3 separate regions of the Mus musculus genome follow, and all the other regions are linked to region 3. The links are chromatin contacts, called in public HiChIP or PLAC-seq and promoter capture Hi-C maps. All regions are on one chromosome and are shown on one strand. Each heading gives the region's core, a stretch centred on a gene start, on an enhancer-like site or on the middle of the called end of the contact. The rest is flanking DNA. Distances are from core to core; before and after follow the strand shown.

What was found. Promoter capture Hi-C pulls out the DNA fragments that hold promoters and counts their contacts. HiChIP or PLAC-seq counts read pairs in DNA pulled down with a chosen protein or histone mark.
Region 1: a FOXA1 HiChIP or PLAC-seq map of pancreatic cancer cells shows a contact between it and region 3. The contact joins the promoter of Fam193a here to the promoter of Rgs12 in region 3. A contact is called at or near these places in 2 of 115 datasets of contacts at active chromatin or transcription factors (large pre-B cells and pancreatic cancer cells).
Region 2: a contact with region 3 is called in a promoter capture Hi-C map of embryonic stem cells, with 2.4 times the contacts expected there. The contact joins the promoter of Cpz here to the promoter of Rgs12 in region 3. A contact is called at or near these places in 2 of 39 promoter capture datasets (embryonic stem cells and hippocampal neurons) and 1 of 115 datasets of contacts at active chromatin or transcription factors (large pre-B cells).

The regions. Positions count from the first base shown.
Region 1 is chr5:34,368,596-34,371,295 of GRCm38.p6, reverse strand. It overlaps Fam193a (family with sequence homology 193, member A), which reads right to left and starts at 1,363. Exons shown (of 21, transcript NM_001243123.1): 1 at 869-1,363. The coding sequence starts at 1,090.
Region 2 is chr5:35,524,295-35,526,994 of GRCm38.p6, reverse strand. It overlaps Cpz (carboxypeptidase Z), which reads left to right and starts at 1,369. Exons shown (of 11, transcript NM_153107.2): 1 at 1,369-1,562. The coding sequence starts at 1,460.
Region 3 is chr5:34,948,052-34,950,751 of GRCm38.p6, reverse strand. It overlaps Rgs12 (regulator of G-protein signaling 12), which reads right to left and starts at 1,304. Exons shown (of 17, transcript NM_173402.2): 1 at 1,228-1,304.

The sequences.
Region 1 (2,700 bases), core at 114-2,613, 580 kb after region 3:
GAAAAAGGCCAAACTCTGGAAACTCAAACCCAAGGACAAACCCCAGATGCTAAACAAATGTAACAATACTCCGCGAAGAAAGCTCCCAAAGTTGCACCAAAACTGCAGAGAACACCGGGAACAAATAAGGAAAACTTAAGTATTTATCCATTACTGTACTTTCTTGCAACAACATGAGCATCAAAACCCATGCCCATCCCCAACAATTTTCTCAACTGCTCTCAATACATACTGTGCCAACACAATATTCCGAATCTCATTAAAAAAAAAAAAAATCTGCCTCATGACTTGGCACACAAATACCCCTTAAAGCTTTGGTTTCTTCACTGTGGATGTCTTTTTAAAAGAAGATAACTTGTTTTAGCAACCTTACAAGAACGCAACTTGAGAGAAACCCATAATCATTCGGTGGCCAATCCAATCTATAGAACCGATTATGCCAACTGCATCCCACGTACCAGCACTATCTTCTGAAACAGAATAAAAGAGACAGCGGTCCATCCACAGCATGCCTGCGTAAGTAAACCTGAAAAAATAGTTACCCCAACCCTTGCGACTATCCTCAGCTGACACTCCTGAGGAAAGAGACCCCGGCGGCTCCCGAGAGCTTACAGCAGCAGGCACAGAGGGCAAGACAGCCGCGCCCGTGGTGCGCCAGGCGGTACCCAGAAACTTCTAGGGGGCACTTTTCAAGGCCACAGTCGGTGTGCCTCGGGGGTCCCGCCGGCGCCGCCCTCCCTCCGCCGCGCTCGCGCCCGGGAGGAGCTGTCAGCTAGGCAGGCGCCGGCCCGTTATCCGCCGGCCGCGCCCGCCCGGCCGCTCGTGAGGGGGCGGCGGCCGCTCCCGCCCGCGGACCCCTGCTGCTTACCTCGAAGTAGCCTCCGGCGGCACCGCCCGCACCCGCGCCCAGAGGCCCGTGGGCCGCCGCGCCGCCCAGCAGGCCCGCCGCGCCGGGGCCCGGGGCCTGGGGGCCGCGCAGGGCCGCCGCCGAGCCGGCCTTGCCGCCCGAGCCGCCGCCACCCGAGCCACCGCCGCCGCCGCGCTTGTTCTTCCGGCGCTTGGCTCCGCGCTTAGCGTCGGCCGGGCTCATGGCGGGAGTGAGGGACGGAGGACGGCGGGCGGGGAAGGGGCGCGGGCGGGCGCCGGGCCGCGGGCGGCGGCGGCAGCGGCGGGCAGGCGGAGGCGGCGGCGGGCGCTGCGGCCGGCCGGGCGGGGGGCGCGGCGCGGGGTCTCCTCCCGGGCTGGGAGGGCGGGGCGGACGGGATCTGAGGGGCAGCTGCTGGCGAGAGCGACGCGAGTCCACCGGGCCCGGTGCCGCCGCTGACCAGAGTTAAGAGTCCAATATGGCGGACACAAGGGGAAAGGGATCCCAGTTTACGTCGGGGGAGGGGGGAAGCAGCGGCAGGGGGAGGGGCGCGGGCGGCCGCCCCCCGCACTCCGCCCTCCCGGGCGGCGCGCCCCTGGCCTGGGACCCCGCCCCCGACGCCACGCGCGAGGCATGCCGGGAGCTGTAGTTCCAGCCGCCCGCGGCTCCGCCCGGGCGTGTGGGGCGGGACCACGACTCCCGTAGGGCCACGCGCAGTTAGTCGTGCGGGGAGAGGGTGTGCCTAGGGTGACGTCCGGCGCCGCGTGGCCCTGTGGAATCTGTAGTCCGCGCACGGACGGAGCTGGAGGCGGGCGGGGTCCAAGAGGGTCTCGCAGTTCCAACTCTGGCGGTCTCTCAGTTCCTTTAGTACAGCCTCCTGCCAAAGACCCAAGCTCTTGCCCTGCTCGTAGTGGGCCCTGCTGACTTTGGCCCAGTCCAGGTTCGAGCGTGCCCCTTTCACCTGTCGCTGTGTGACCTTGGCCTATGCCAGGGCCAGTGGAAAGAGGGCCGGCATCCGCCGACTGGTAATTCACTGCATCTGCGCTGACAAGGCCTGCAGTAAGCAGGAGCCTGCCTCACTCCTTCCTCGCTTCTCTTTAAAGTCTCCATACTTAAAGGAGCGCTTCCTCAGGCCATCGCCCATGCTATTCATCACTTTCCATTCACCACATACCAGGAGGACTTTAGTTCAGGACAGAAGTCTGGACCACTACCTAGAAACCTTGTTCCTTGGCGCCCTGCTTATCGCCTATAGGTACAAGGACCCAAACCAAAGGTTTCCCGCAGTTCATACCTATTTTTGATTCCATCAGTGGAACCAAGTGCTATCTGTTGAGATTAGCATTGCGACATACAGACATGCGCTCCTGAACCATCTCCTATTACCTCCTAGTTAGTCATTCTGGCCCAATTCAGCAATTCTGACCCATTTTTCACCCCAAACCTGAGCAGCCCAATGTGATGAACCCCGTTTCAATGACTAACTTCCCAATAGAATGAAGGTCCCTCACCCAAACAGGTCTTGGATAGCTCTGATATTAAAGTGTAGTAGGATGCCAGGCTAAATCTCCCTCAGTACTCCATAGGTGGGCAGTGTCAGGACCGCCCCTTCCCTCCATTTCATCTAAGGAGTCCAGTTGAATGCCTCCCTACTTCCATAACCACTTTGCTTTCTTCTGTTCTTGGCACATTGGCATGGAGTTGAAATTTTTAAGTGTCATTAGTATCCTAGAGGGCACAGGATATAGAAGTGCTTGCCTCCACCATAATCCCAACCCCTTGCAGGCACAGGGCTGGGCATGCAGCACTCCAGTAATTGCTAGGTGAATGAATGA
Region 2 (2,700 bases), core at 120-2,619, 580 kb before region 3:
AGATTTCTATCTCAGTGGGATTCCCTGGCTCTTTTATGGTTAAAAGAGAACTCATAGTTCCATACACCAGACTAACGCGGGAATAGAGTATGAGTATGTGGGTAAATGATAACACCAAAACTCCAGGAGGTGAGTTTCTATGAAACTCTTTGCCTCATGAGTGGCTTTAGGCTTCTCAGCCTGTCAAGCGGACTGGACTGGAGGGTGTGACAATAAGTGCCCTTGCAAGGGAAAAGCTGAGCTGAGGTGGGTATGGCCCTGCTACCTTGAAGGGCTCTGACTTGAAGAGCTATGGAAGTGGACTGTGCACCCTGTGAGTAGGAGGATCTCATTCAGTGACAGACTATAACCTTTCACCCAAGGCTAAGTGGCTTGTCCACAGCCTCCAGCTATCCAGGACAGTTGATAAAGGATGCCCATGAAGGCATATGGCCCCAAATGTCATCTGGGCCAAATACTTCTACTAAGTGCTACCTTGGTGTCCCACAGGTATTGTCCCCAAGCTTGTGACATGTGCACACTGACTGGACCATAGCAGTGGGGCAGTGAGAAGGGGCTGGCAGGCAGATTTGCACAGAGCTAGACATCTGTGTCAGGGTCTGTCCTGCACCAAATGGTAAGGCCTAGAAGGAGAGCACACAGAGCTCCTGGCCATCTTTCCTTGGGTGCTGGCAGCCTTAGCGATCTACCCAGTGAGTTCTAAGTGGGGGAAGGCGAGGGCTGGGGACCAGCTGTATAGGAGTCTCTAGAGTTTGGTCACCAGTGGGCTGTTGCCTCCCCACCTCATGACATTGCCTTCAGGCCACCTTCTGGGGTAGATGCACAATCCTTCAGGAAGGTCCTCTGAGCTAGGTCCCTGCTGGGTCCTGCAAGTGGTGGAATCAAAGTTCGGGGGACTTTTCTGGAACACAGCCCCACACAGAGGATCAGAGCACTGACAGCATCAAGGCAGGGGTGCGATGGTACCAGCACCTTGGCTCCACACGCAGCTTCCCTGGGAGAGAATCCACACAGGGGACAGGCATGAGAGACCCAGTCAACCTCATTTAGCTGGCTCTGACCAAGGCCTGGCTCACTTCCAGCTGGGGTCAGCTCTGGGCCAGGACCCATCTCTACTTCTGATGCTGTCTCCACCCGCCCACAAATCAAAGTCTTTAGGCCAAATCAGCAAGCATTTGACGACTAGCTCCCCAGAGCCTCCCATAAGAGGGCAAGTCCCTTTCTTTAGGAGGCGGAGTTCCTGGAGGGTTAGGGGGCAGGTTGGCTTTTATCTGCCTTTCCTCCTCCTCCCCGTTAGAATCCCTTCTCCAGTGTCTGGCGCTGCCGGTTGTAACCCGACTCCTGAGCCCGCTCCTCACCCCTCCCCCCCTCCTCAGCCGAAGGGCCCAGCAGCGCCTCTCGCGCTCCCCGAGTGCCACATCACTGCGCCCTCCCGCGCATCCGTGCATCTGTGCCCACCATGCCGACAATGCCGCTGCTGCTGGCCGCGCTGGCTGCGCTGGCCGTGCTGGCCCTTGCCGCGCGCCCCAGCCCCAGCTGCTCGCCTGGACCCGACCCCTCCGGTAGGGTCCCAGCCGCCCCTGTGGGTAGATTTAGATACCCCTTTCTCCAGCCACCTGGGAACTTTTCTCTCCTTGTAGGTCGCATTCTGTCACCTGGGTAGAATATCCTGAAGGTGCCACATTGAGACCTTAGCCAGTACAGAAAACTTTGCTGGGGCACTGAGCTGTCTCAGCATCTGAGCCAGAGACCCCGGGGGAGACGGTTCGGCTGCAGGCATCCAGCACCGCCACGGCAGAGCAGGCACCTGGCCTGGTGGGATCCGAAAGTAGGTCAGAGTGAGCAGGTGCCAGGACTTCAGGACAAGGCGGTCTGAGTCCCCTGTCCTTCCAGGAATGGGTAGGTGCTGGCCACAGCAGACTCCTGACTTCAAAACTCCTGGCTGCAATGAGGATAACTTTTTATTTCCGGAAGTAGCCCTGAGAAGGGTGGAATGTTTCGGCAGGGATAGGACAGGGAGAAGGAGGGACACCCAGGGATCACAACGGAGGGTCCTGAGGATGGGTTTGGAGTTCTGGACTCCGTTCTGGTGCCTCTGCCCCTCCAGAAGTTGGGCTCCAGTTTCCCTCTTATTTGGTTGGGGATACATTTAGTTCACATCCTTTATGTCTTTATCAACAACAGCCACCTGAGTCTAGTCGGAGCCCCTAGGGTCTTTGGAGCCCATGGTATCAGCTGTAGAATTTTAAGAGCTAAGATTTGTGGTCACCTGAGAGGCTGTCTGCTCCAGCTACACAATGCCTCTTTTCTTTGCCCTCAGCCTGGGGCTTCCTCCCTACCCTTGGCCTCCCCCAGCCCTCTATCCATCCTCCTGTAGGATAGACAAGTAAAATACAGGTCAGTGGGCAAGTGTGTACATGTGCAAGCATGTTTGGGCCTGTGTGCAGAGCATGGCTGTGGAGCGCTGCTAGAACTTTCAGTGGAGGGCCTTTCTCTGAACCTTTGGTATCCCAGAAAATGCATAGATTCAAAACCTGCTACAGGAAGCCTTTCCTGGCCTGCTCCGCACCAGGAGTACTAGCCCCAGCCCAAGGCTGCCTTACAGACACCCATTTCCTCACTGAGACAGGACACGCAGGTGAGCTCTGTCCCTGCCTGGGCTGAGAACCACGACACATCAGGGAATATTTCTGGAGGGAG
Region 3 (2,700 bases), core at 55-2,554:
ATGTCACAAGCTGGCAACTCCACGATGCACTGCAATTTGGTCTACTCAGTATAAACCCTGCCTTCTGACTCCTGCGCCAAGACTGGCAACACACAGGCCACCCCAAGTCTGAGGGCCTTTCCTCAGCTCCGGTATTTGCTGATCTCCTTTGCCAGCTCTCCAGCCTTTCATCTTTCCTGTCAGAAGCAACCCTCCTCCTTTGTCCCACTGAGGTAGGTTCCAAGAAACTTCACAGAAATGGCCTTGCATCCTTTAAAGATCCATCCTACTCCAGAGTCTTACCTAAGCCATTCCCTCTACCCCGTGACTTTCTCTATCCCAGCAGTGTGCCTGAAGTCCAGATCCTGCCAGCCTGAGTACTTGGTACTTGTCATCCAGCCCCCCCCCCCCAAATAAAAAGATGTAACATTTTTATCCCAGTTTTTCTGGAGAAATTGTCCTGCTGACAACTGTGCTTTCTTCAGAAACTTTTAGAATGTAAGCAGGCCCTTGATTCACAATTGATTTTGCTTCTCTCCCCTCTCCCACACACCAGTTGCTTGATGTAGGCTCAAGGCTTCCTCACCAGGGCGACCTCCATCTACACTCCATCTGAGGCCTTTTCAGGAACCTGGGCCCCTCCATTTGTATTCTATTGGTCAAAGCCCCTCTGTTTACACTCCAGGGGTTGGGCCCTAGCTACACACCACCCCTTCATCTACACTTCACAGCTGAGCCCTTATTACACTCTACAATTCTGCGCACACACACACACACAGTCCACAGGTTTGGGGCCCCTCTATCTACACTCTGAACCCCCTTGTCTACACTTCCCAGCTCTAACCCCTCCAGCTATTCTCGATGCTCGCTCGCTGTGGGCTGCCCTGCGTTCTTGCCCTACATTTCCTCAGTTCGGGTCCTTGGATACGGTCTCTGCCCAAACAATGAGACCGCGGGCTGAGTTGGACATTAAAGTCCCCTCATGGCCAGCCGGGCCGGCTTCTGAGCCGGGTCAGATCCCGCCCGAGTCCGGTGGGCTGCAGCCCTGCGGAACCCGCACATCCGGCCTGCGCGGGACCCCGGCCGCAGCCCGCGCGGGCAAGTTCCCGGAGTCCCGCGCGAACAAAGAAGGCGCGGGCGGTGCCCGAGCTCGGCCCCACGGCCGCAGGAGGACAAGGCCGGGCCGGGCGGGGGCGCGCGCCAGAGAAGAAAGACGCGCGAGGAGGCGCGCCGGCTCCGCTCACCTACCGGGCCGCCGCTTGCTCCCGCCGGGCGCCCGCCGAAAGCATCAACGGTCACCGCCGTCGCCGGGCCGGGGGCGGGGCTCCGGGAGGGGCAGGGTCCGGCCCCTGAGAGAGGAGCTCCGACTCCTGGGGGTGGGGCCCAGGGCCTAGGGGGCGGGGCTCTGGGGGCGGGACCCGTGAGGGGCGGGTCAGGCCGTTGTGCGCTTCGGGACTCTGACCCCGCGGGTCCTGCTTCTGGGGGTGTGGCTCCTGGAAGGGTGGGGAGTTCAGCCGCTTTTGGAGGGTGTGATTTGGGCTCTTGGTGGGGCTCATTCGAGATTCACCAAGTTTAGGATTTTGGTGGAGTCAGGTTTTGGGGGACGGAGCTGGATGAGGGGATAGATCAGGTCGTTGGACAGCTGGAGTCAGGGACCAACGGGATCCGGCTTCTGGGGGCCGGGCTCCTGGAGAGCAAAGTCCGCCCTACTGGACAGTGGCTCGGGGTCAGGCGGGATCGGACTCCTAGCACAGAAGCGCTCAAGAAGTAGGGACTTGCCTGGGACTGAAGACCTAACGGAAAGCTCAACATCCAGGGCTTAAGGCTAGACGGAGGCGGGGCGGAGCATGGAGGCCGGGGCGGGACTTCCGCCTTGGTCCAGCTGAGGGGTTGAGCTACCCTACTAAATCGCAAAAGCCAGATGGGTTTCTTTTTTGAATGGTTGCAGAGAGCTGGGATGTGTGATCTTCTTCACGTGCAGAGAGAGACCACTTCGTCCTCCTTCAAGGGGCAGCTCTGAGACACGATGCATTTGTGAGGAAAGTTTCCCACCTGCCAGGAGAGGGGTCATCTACCTGAGGGCGTGCATTTGAGATGGAGAGAAATACATCAATCCTGTCCCAAGCACCACTCAGGCTATGATACAATAGTTGCACAAACTGGTTTTATAGTTCCTACGCCCAACCTTTTCAGAACATTGGACCTTGTCTACCTCAAGGAGACCTTTCTTTGGTGAAAGACGTCAAGGGCAGAATTCCCCTTCCCTTCCCACATTGACTTCCGAGCAGCCACAGCGTCTTCAGAAGTTTCATTCCCAGTTAGAAACTAGCTAAAGTACTTTCAGAAAACAGGAAACTGGGCATTTTACTTAAAAAGTTTAGACCAGGAATTCACTGCCTAGGCCCTCTTTTTCTCAAACACCAGCCCCAGCCTGGTTCAAGCTTCTTGGTCTTGAGATTAAATCATCATAAAAACCCCATAGCTGTAACCTTTAACACTCACTTCCTCCCTAAATTCAGGAAATGTAAGTCACGACTGGTAGTCCCTCCAGTGTTTCCAGGACAGTAAACCCTGTGTTCTTGTCAGTGTGCAGCTTCGTTTCACTGCATAGGTAGATGTATTGACTGTCAATGTGTCTTGAGTAGGAAGCCCTGTGACACTGAGGCCAATGGAGTAACAGAGCCCTATTTCTATGCATGTGGTACCCCCTCACACCTCTTC